Regions from separate parts of the Mus musculus genome. Here region 1 is linked to region 2. A link is a contact called in public Hi-C data. All regions are on one chromosome and are shown on one strand. Each heading gives the region's core, a stretch centred on a gene start, on an enhancer-like site or on the middle of the called end of the contact. The rest is flanking DNA. Distances are from core to core; before and after follow the strand shown.

Evidence for each region. A called contact is a pair of places that touch in the nucleus more often than the background predicts.
Region 1: a contact with region 2 is called in a Hi-C map of nephron progenitors, with 6 times the contacts expected there. The contact joins two enhancer-like sites. A contact is called at or near these places in 20 of 484 Hi-C or Micro-C datasets (the C10 cell line, the C2C12 cell line, the G1E-ER4 cell line and 10 more), 4 of 115 datasets of contacts at active chromatin or transcription factors (cardiomyocytes and embryonic stem cells) and 3 of 9 other capture datasets (adipose tissue, embryonic stem cells and liver).

Annotation. Positions count from the first base shown.
Region 1 is chr8:85,527,172-85,531,503 of GRCm38.p6, forward strand. Gpt2 (glutamic pyruvate transaminase (alanine aminotransferase) 2) reads left to right here. Exons shown (of 12, transcript NM_173866.4): 12 at 1-1,731. Among named protein-coding and RNA genes, the nearest start is that of Dnaja2, 26 kb to the right of the region's middle. Within about 2 kb of position 1,915, at least 41 of the 459 cell types and tissues checked have an H3K27ac peak or open chromatin away from gene starts, as enhancers often do.
Region 2 is chr8:85,272,538-85,276,747 of GRCm38.p6, forward strand. Vps35 (VPS35 retromer complex component) reads right to left here. Exons shown (of 17, transcript NM_022997.5): 11 at 2,283-2,490; 12 at 935-1,090. Among named protein-coding and RNA genes, the nearest start is that of Vps35, 25 kb to the right of the region's middle. Within about 2 kb of position 1,789, at least 2 of the 459 cell types and tissues checked have an H3K27ac peak or open chromatin away from gene starts, as enhancers often do.

The DNA of each region.
Region 1 (4,332 bases), core at 665-3,164, 250 kb after region 2:
CCAAATTTTGCAATGTTTACATGTTTTTTTTTTAAGATGACAAATATGCTTGATTTGCTTTTTAAATAAAAGTTTAGCTGTTCTAAGAGATTAACTTCAAGTAGGATGGCTGGTTATGATAGTTTGGATTTTCTACAGGTTCTGTTGCCATGCCTTTTGGGTTTCAGCATCACTCGAGTCGCAGCATGTGGGTGGGGCTGTGGAAACCTGGCCAGGCTGGACCTGGTCAGCCACACCTCAGAGACATTGTTTCCATTTGGATGTGAGCAGGCGCAGGCCTGCATGCTCTTTCCTACTTAGCATCATCAGTTCTTCCGCCTCCTTAGCATGGTTCTTTGTAACAGCCATGCTGGGAAGCTCTGAACAATAAAATACTTCCAGAGTGGTGACTGAGCAGCTTGGTCAATAAAAACTAAAAGTTGCGTGGGGCTGAGTATGATGGCATACACTTTAATCCTAGGACTGGGGAGGCAGAGGCAGACTGGTGTCTGCGAGTTTGCGTCCTGTCTGATTTACCTAATAAGACCTAGTCACGCTGGGCAGTGGTGGCTCACGCCTTTAATCCTAGCACTTGGGAGGCAGAGGTAGGTGGATTTCTGAGTTCAAGGACAGTCTGGTCTACAGAGTGAGTTCCAGGACAGCCAGGGCTACACAGAGAAACCTTGTCTTGAAAAACAAAAACAAAAACAAAAAAGACCTAATCACAACAAAACTGAAAACAACAGAAGCAATAAATGGTTGGGTGGATGTCACTGTTGAGTGGATCTGTGTATATGTGCATATATTTTTAGTATCTTATATATTTTAAATATGCACAAGTATAAATATATGTGTTCCTGAACAGTACATTTACCTAAGTATCACAAACTTGGTTAACCAACAGCTTCTGCTTCTTTTTTTTTTTTTTTGGATATTTTCTTTATTTACATTTTAAATGTTATCCCCTTTCCCAGCCCGGAAACTCCCTATCCCCACTCTGCCTGCTTCTATGAGGGTGCTCCCCCACCCACCCACTCCCGCCTCCCTGAGCTAGCATTCCCCTACACTGGGGCATCAAGCTTTCACAGGACCAAGGGTCTTTCCTCCCATCGATGCCCAAAAAGGCCATCCTCTGCTACATATGTGGCTGGAGCCATGGGTCACTCCATCTGTCCTCTTTGGTTGGTGGTTTAGTCTCTAGGAGCTCTGGGGAGGGGGCGGGGATGTTGGTTGGTTGGTATTGTTGTTCTTCCTATGGGGTTGCAAACCCCTTCAGCTCCCCCAGTCCTTTAACTCCTCTACTGGGGTCCCAGCTTCTGCTTCTTAGGGTTTGACCCTAAAGACAGGGAGTTGCTTAGTTGGAGAAACTTTGGAGGTCTTTTGTTTCTGTTTTTGTTTTGAGAGCCTTGCTCTCTGGCTGCCTAGTATGCTAGTACATCTGTACCCCAGGCTGACTTTAAACTACTGTGTAGTCTAAGGCTGACCTTGAACTCCTGAGGCTCTTGCCTTTACAGTCTACACTGGGATTGTGCCACCATTCCTGGCTCTAACAAGTTGTTAAAACTAATGTGGACTTTTGCTTTCTGCTGGCAGTAAAGTAAGAAGAGATTAAGGCCGGAGAGGTGGGGACAGGAGCTGGAGAAGCGATGGGTTGGGTTGTGCTATACGACATTGTATTGATCTTACCCAGGTTTCCCAGTTCACATTTGTCTTGGAATATGGCTTTCAAATTTAAAATTGTTTTTAAAATATGCTTTCTATATCTTTATTAAAATTTAGAAAGTATGCAAAGAAAAATAACTAGGACTCTAACTAGGAATCATTAGGAACCCACTCAACACAGTTTAAGCAAAGAAACTGACTATCCTGTGTAAGCTGTAGGGAAACTGGCTCTGTTTCTAATGTTTACTCTGGCAGAGGTTGCCTTGCCCCATTGCACATAGAAAATCTCATGGTCCCACGTGTCCTTTCCTGAGTCAGATATTTTGGCTTGTGAGAAGAGGGTGCTTTGCACAGGAAGGGGAGCCGTGTACAGAGGAGGTGGGAATGGCTGTTAGGATCGCCAGCCTTGCTGAGTAACATTGAGTCAGAAGAAACAACCCATGAAAAAGGGATGGTGCTACACTAACAGAGGCCACTTTAGTGTGGGTGTGGAGGATGTGTGTTCAAGAAGTGTATGTGTAGCTGGGCATGGTGGCTCAGGCCTTTAATCCCAGTACTCGGGAGGCAGAGGCAGGTGGATTTCTGAGTTTGAGGCCAGCCTGGTTTACAGAGTGAGTTCCAAGACAGCCAGAGCTACACAGAGAAACCCTGTCTCGAAAAAACAAAAACAAACAAACAAAAACCAAAACAAACAAAAAGAAGTGTATGTGTGTGCACACGAGTACAGGAGCTCACAGAGGCCAGAGGCATTGCATCCCCTGGTGCTGGAGTTGTGTAGTGAGCTGCTTGTGGGAGTCACAGCTAGTTGGTAGCTAAGTGGACAGAGAAATGTTTTGTAGCTTCCCTCACAGGAGCCCACATAGGAACACACACCAACTCTCTAGGGAGTAAATTATATTTTATTGTACAGTTGAGTGTGTTAAATACAGATCAGAAACTACAGATATTATTCTAGATGGGAGGGGAGGGGGTAATGTTGAGATGGTCTCACTGTGTAGTCCTGGTTGGCTTTGAACTCCTGCCTGCTCGCCAGTCCTCCTCTCTTCAGTGACTTGTGCTCCCCACCATGGCATGCTTTGTCAGCAGAGGCCTGGAGTGAGACAACAAGCCTTTAAATTCAACCAGATTCAGGCTCTTATGACACAGGCGGACTATTTCCCAGAATATCCCATGAATGGTCCCACTGGCTCTTCACTGGGAACCTTGTGAACCAGGCCTCTGCTGTCCCCATTGCTCTCAGAATTATTCTCCAGGTTCCCACGGGCATGACCCACTAAACTATGCCTGTAGTACTCAAAGGCTTTTCTAGCCCAAAGTTTCAAAACTCTTCCATGTTCCTCCAACAAACCAGTTCCAAACAGGTAAGAACTATATGGTTGGGTTTATCATGGCAACAGCCCCACTTCATGACAGTCTTTTTTTTTTTTTTTTTTTTTAGTATTCTTTTTTCCTGTTTGCCATGATAAAACACCTTGAGAAAGGAAGAAAGAGTTTATTTGGGCTCACAGTTTGAGGGCACACAGTCCAAGGTAGCAGGGAGTCGTGGCAGCAAGGCCTTGAGGGAACTGTCCACCCTGATGAGTGCTTGTATTGAGCCCACTTTCTCCTTTTTATTCATTATGGGACCTCAGACCACAGAATGTTATGTCCCACATTAAGGGTGTGTCTTCCTCTCGCAAATAACCTAACAAAGATTAAACACGTATATGACCAAATACTTGCTGTCATGGTGCTTCTAAGTCCTACTAATTGTCGTTCAGGATTGACCACAGCACTGAGTATGAGGCGCATGGACTTGTAGTCCCGACTCTTCTGCCTCTTCTTCCCTGGTACATTACAGGGTGTGTACCATACCCAGCTCCAGACCCTTGGATTTCCAATGATTCAATATAATGTCTTCAGATGGGTTCCACACTGTTATGTATGGTATGTTTTTAGTCACTGGGTTTATAAGATATCTTAGAGTGTGTATGGATTAATACTAACAAAGCATTAATCACTGGAACATGATAGACTCATGCTGTAGAATGTCTTGGTCAGATAAAAATATGTAACATTGGCAGCTGTCCAGATGACTTACCATGAAGCCTGAAGATGTTGGTTTGGTTCCTGGAACCTATATGGTAGAAAGAGACTGTACTGACTGCTACAGGTTATCTTCTGAGTTCCACATGCACACCATGGAGCAAGTAAGTGCAGGGCCATGTGGTGGTGCACACCCTTAATCTCAGCACTCAGGAGACAGAGGCCGGCAAATCTCTGAATTTGAAGCCAGCCTGGTCTACATAGCAAGTTCCAGCCAGTGAATGCTATGTAGCAACACTCTATCTCAATAGCCATGAAGTGGGACCTCATCCCTTTAGCCACATCCTTGGAAGGAAGAGGCCAGCCTAGTCTACAGAGTGAGTTCCAGGACAGCCAGGGCTACACAGAGAAACCCTGCCTCAAAAAAACCAAAATAAATAAATAAATATAAGAAAAGATAAGGAAGCTGTGAATGTATTTGAGACAGATGTAGGTCTCTGAAGAAATGACAGGAGTGTGGCCAGTAGAGTTTGCTTCTCTGTCCCTAAAGCCTTGACGAGAATCTGAACGTTAGTTGGATCTCCTTTCTTCTATGGGAAGAAGCTTGTTTCTGTACTAGGGCTTTCACAGTGAACTGGTTTAGACATCATCACTCGAGGGCTGATG
Region 2 (4,210 bases), core at 539-3,038:
TACATAAACACGCAAATATAAACACTAAAGAATTCACGTAAAATACAGTATGTGATATATTTGGGTCTTGTGGATTTCTTTGATATGGTGACATACAAACATAACCAATCAGCCATAAATACTATCGATGTGACACAGAAAATGAGAGCAATCCCCTCCACACACACAGAAGGAAGAGCGAAGAAGGGGGAGCAACTTAAAATATTTCAGTATTCACATACTGTCTTGATCACATAGTGCATAAAAGACTCTCCCTAAGACAAATTAAAGAAATCAGCCTTTTAAATCATCCACTATCAGATGCCAACTTACCTACTTAGGTCACATTTAAATCTTCATTTCATAAAGATTAACTGAGGACTATGATAAAAGAGAAAGCTTTGTCTTGTCTGATCACTAAACTTTAAAGTCCTTCATACATTTTCATCTGACAAATATCTTCCTATCAGATTTTATGTCTCATTAAGTTTATTATGATAAACAACTAAACATTCTAAATGCACTACACTGTTGAAAAAGACACAGAACACAGAACAATTACGTAATATCCAACTAAAGGAAAGCAAGCTTTTCTGCAATTCTCAGGTTTTCAAGAGAAGCTGGAATACCTGACTTGTTCTTCATGAGTGCCAACAATTTAACTATTCATTTATACAAAAATAAAATCCCAGCTGTGCACGGTGGTACACAACTGAATTTGTAGCACTCAGGAAGCTAGGGCAGCAGGATCATAATTTTAAGGCCAACATGGCTACAGTGAGAACTTGCCTCAAAAAAACTAAATAGGTAAATAAATTTTTTTAAGGTCATGAACTTTAATTCAGTAACAAGTTTTTTAACACCTTAAACCAATGCAAAAGCTGCATTAAACCATTTTAAACACTTTTCTGCTCATTAAGCGTGAGGAAAGGTTACAGTAAGAGATAACTCATACCAAATACTGCTGGTCAGGATCATCAGAACGTAGCAGATGAATAAATCGGCCAACAAGGCTCTGTTCATCAGCGAAGTCTTCTGGATCAGGGTCTTCTACAGGTTGGTCTGGCTGATCCTGAATCAATGTGGACACCAAATTCATTATGGAATCTACCTGCAACACAGAAAGTAGAAAATATTAGCCTGACACTATCAACAAAAAAGGCAACAGTTTCTAAGTGGATACATAATGAAACAATATCAGCAAAATAATTCAGTGTTTTTGTAAAAAAGTTAGAATAAACAGTTTCACCCAGCTGTGAACTTTTTAAGCTACAGTAACAACCAGTTTGACAAAATTCGCCCATTGGTACAATAGTGGAATGAATATTTTAGGAATAACCAGGGCTTTCTACTTGGACTTAAGGTTTGTTCCACAGGGTAGAATTCATGCCTGGTACTGGTACTGCAAACCTGGCAAAGAACCCAAGGATTACGAAGAAAAAGGGCTAAGGCAGAGTCTACTACTATTATTTTGCTAAGTGGACATAGTAACAAACTATCTTCTAAATATCCTTCCAGCCACAGATTATTATAGCTTTCTCCCTTATCAATGATGCTTCTTTTTGCAGTGGATAACAGTTAATAGAACTCAAAGGGTAGAAAGTAAATGACTATGGAGTGTTAAGCCCTAAATAGCATGTCTTTAGCATACCCTCCCCAACATGGCTCAGGGAACACTGAAGAGGGGACAGAAATATTATAGCCAGAGGTCAAGGACTACTGCAAAATAGCACCTTTCCACAGTAGCTTTGATTGCCTGCCCAAGATCAAGCTAGTCAACACTCATCCTGGATAGAAAGGAAGTTCCCAAGGAGCCAACCCTAGCTGAAGAGCTATTGGCAAATACTGGCTACTGAAGGCGGGAGAGTCACTTCTATGGGGTACAGTCACTGGTAGGTTGCTTATATTCCCAGCAGGTGACCCTCTTCTACTCATTCACATACAGGAAGTAATAATTGAGCTGAATTTAAAAAAAAAAAAAAAAAAAGGAGGACATAAAATTGGGAGAAGTAGGGAGGTTGTTCCAAAGGCATTGAAAAGTTGATAGGTCAATGTATTCATTTATGGACAAAAATCTGAAAAGAGGTATGCCAAATGTTAATCAACTGTGGTGAAATCAGAGGTATTTAATAATTCTTTGTACATCTCCAATTTTTTAACTTCTATATAACAAATAAGCTATTCATATTTTTATTATTATGTTACCTCCTTCATTTATAACCAGTGTCTACAGCTCAATATCTAAAATCTTAGTCAACCATATTTTTCTAATTCCCTAGAAGAGCATATCTGTGTTCTCTTACCTGGTCCTGAGAGACGATTTCTGTGTTATAATCCAGAACATTACTAAGCACATAACAGCTCATGCTCTTTCTGGACTCGTAGTCAAAGTACTCAAAAAGTGGGTGGAAATGCTTTAACTTTAATACTGTTAAGATATTGTTGTAAGTATCAACAGGTATCTTCAAAAGTCTGGTAAGCTCCTTTGAAACTGCACTACTGGTAGCAATACTACAAAGAGAAAAACAGCAACCCTTTCATGAATAAAATTAATCTTTATAACAGAGCACTTGATTCACATTTTAAAAAAAAAAATCTTTATTTACCATCTATGGCAGGCAGAGGAGTTGGCCCCAGAGTCATGAGAATCAGAGAACTGGCCATGTCCCTTATTAGCTGTAACACTCAGGAGAGCAGGCTCTGCACCTCACCTGGGCAGCAGGGTAGAGCTGACCCTGTTTCCAGGGGTTGCTGGTGAGCCAGCCCCAAGGTGGAGAGAGCAGGAGAGCCCTCAGGAAGACCAGCTCAGATACCTCTCAGGCCCAGATCCAGGGCTCTGAATTGGCCCACTCCAACATCTATCGCATTGATGGAACTACTGGAGGGCACGAAGGGGCCCAATCCCATAGATCCAAAATTACAAGATCTCCATGACACAGGGCAACAACAGGATATCTGAGAGGAGTCCCACTGAGGCAGCAGAAGTCAGAGGCATTGTATCAGACCAATGAGTCTTTGCAATGAACATTTGTAAAGAAATGGGAACAAAAGGATGCATGAGCTCTGTATACACTGTTATACACTATAGCTTCCATGAGGATTTTTTCCTCCATTGGGGAGAGGATGCAAGGGTAGAAGAGACGGAAGGAGGAGATGAGAAGGATTGGGGTACATGGTGTGAAATTCACAAAGAACCAATAAGATGTTTTTAAAAATTCATTTACACATTTAAAGAAATAGGTCAAGCAAACTGAGAAAATCATATAATTAATCTCTTCTATTTCAAAATGATCTCCTCTCCAGACAAATATAGCCAGGCCTGGCTCACTCTTGGAGGGATAAAGGGTAACACAGACATCGTTTAGTTTTCTCTCTTATGTTAAAGGTCTGTACTGTTTTTCAGTTCACAAGAAATAACTATAGGGGACTAATATCCAATATATACAAAGAACTCAAGAAGCTGGGCTCCAGAAAATCAAATAACCTCATTAAAAAATGGGGCACAGAGCTAAACAAAGAATTCTCAACTGAGGAATACTGAAGGGCTGAGAAGTACTTGAAAAACTGTTCAACATCCTTAATCATCAGGGAAATGCAAATCAAAACAACCCTGAGATTCTGCTTCACACCAGTCAGAATGGCTAGGATCAAAAATTCAGATGACAGCAGATGCTGGCGAGGATGTGGAGAAAGAGGAACACTTCTCCATTGCTGGTGGGATTGCAAGCTTGTACAGGGGAACACCAGGGCCAAGAAGTGGGAGTGGGTGGGTAGGGGAGCAAGGGGGTGGGGGTATAGGGGACTTTTGGGATAGCATTTGAGATGTAAATGAAGAAAATATCTAATAAAAAATTAAAAAAAAAGAAAAGAAAATGGAGGGGGCTGGTGAGATGGCTCAGTGGGTAAGAGCACCCGACTGCTCTTCCGAAGGTCCAGAGTTCAAATCCCACCAACCACATGGTGGCTCACAACCATCTGTAACAAGATCTGACTCCCTCTTCTGGAGTGTCTGAAGACAGCTACAGTGTACTTACATATAATAAATAAATAAATAAATCTTTAAAAAAAAAAAAAGAAAAGAAAATGGAAATAACTAATAAAAGGGGGTAAAGGGTTAAGAAATTTCCCTGTTGTGTTGGAAATCAGTCTGGCGGTTCCTCAGAAAATTGGACATAGTACTACCGGAGGATCCAGCAATACCACTCCTGGGCATATACCCAGAAGATGTTCC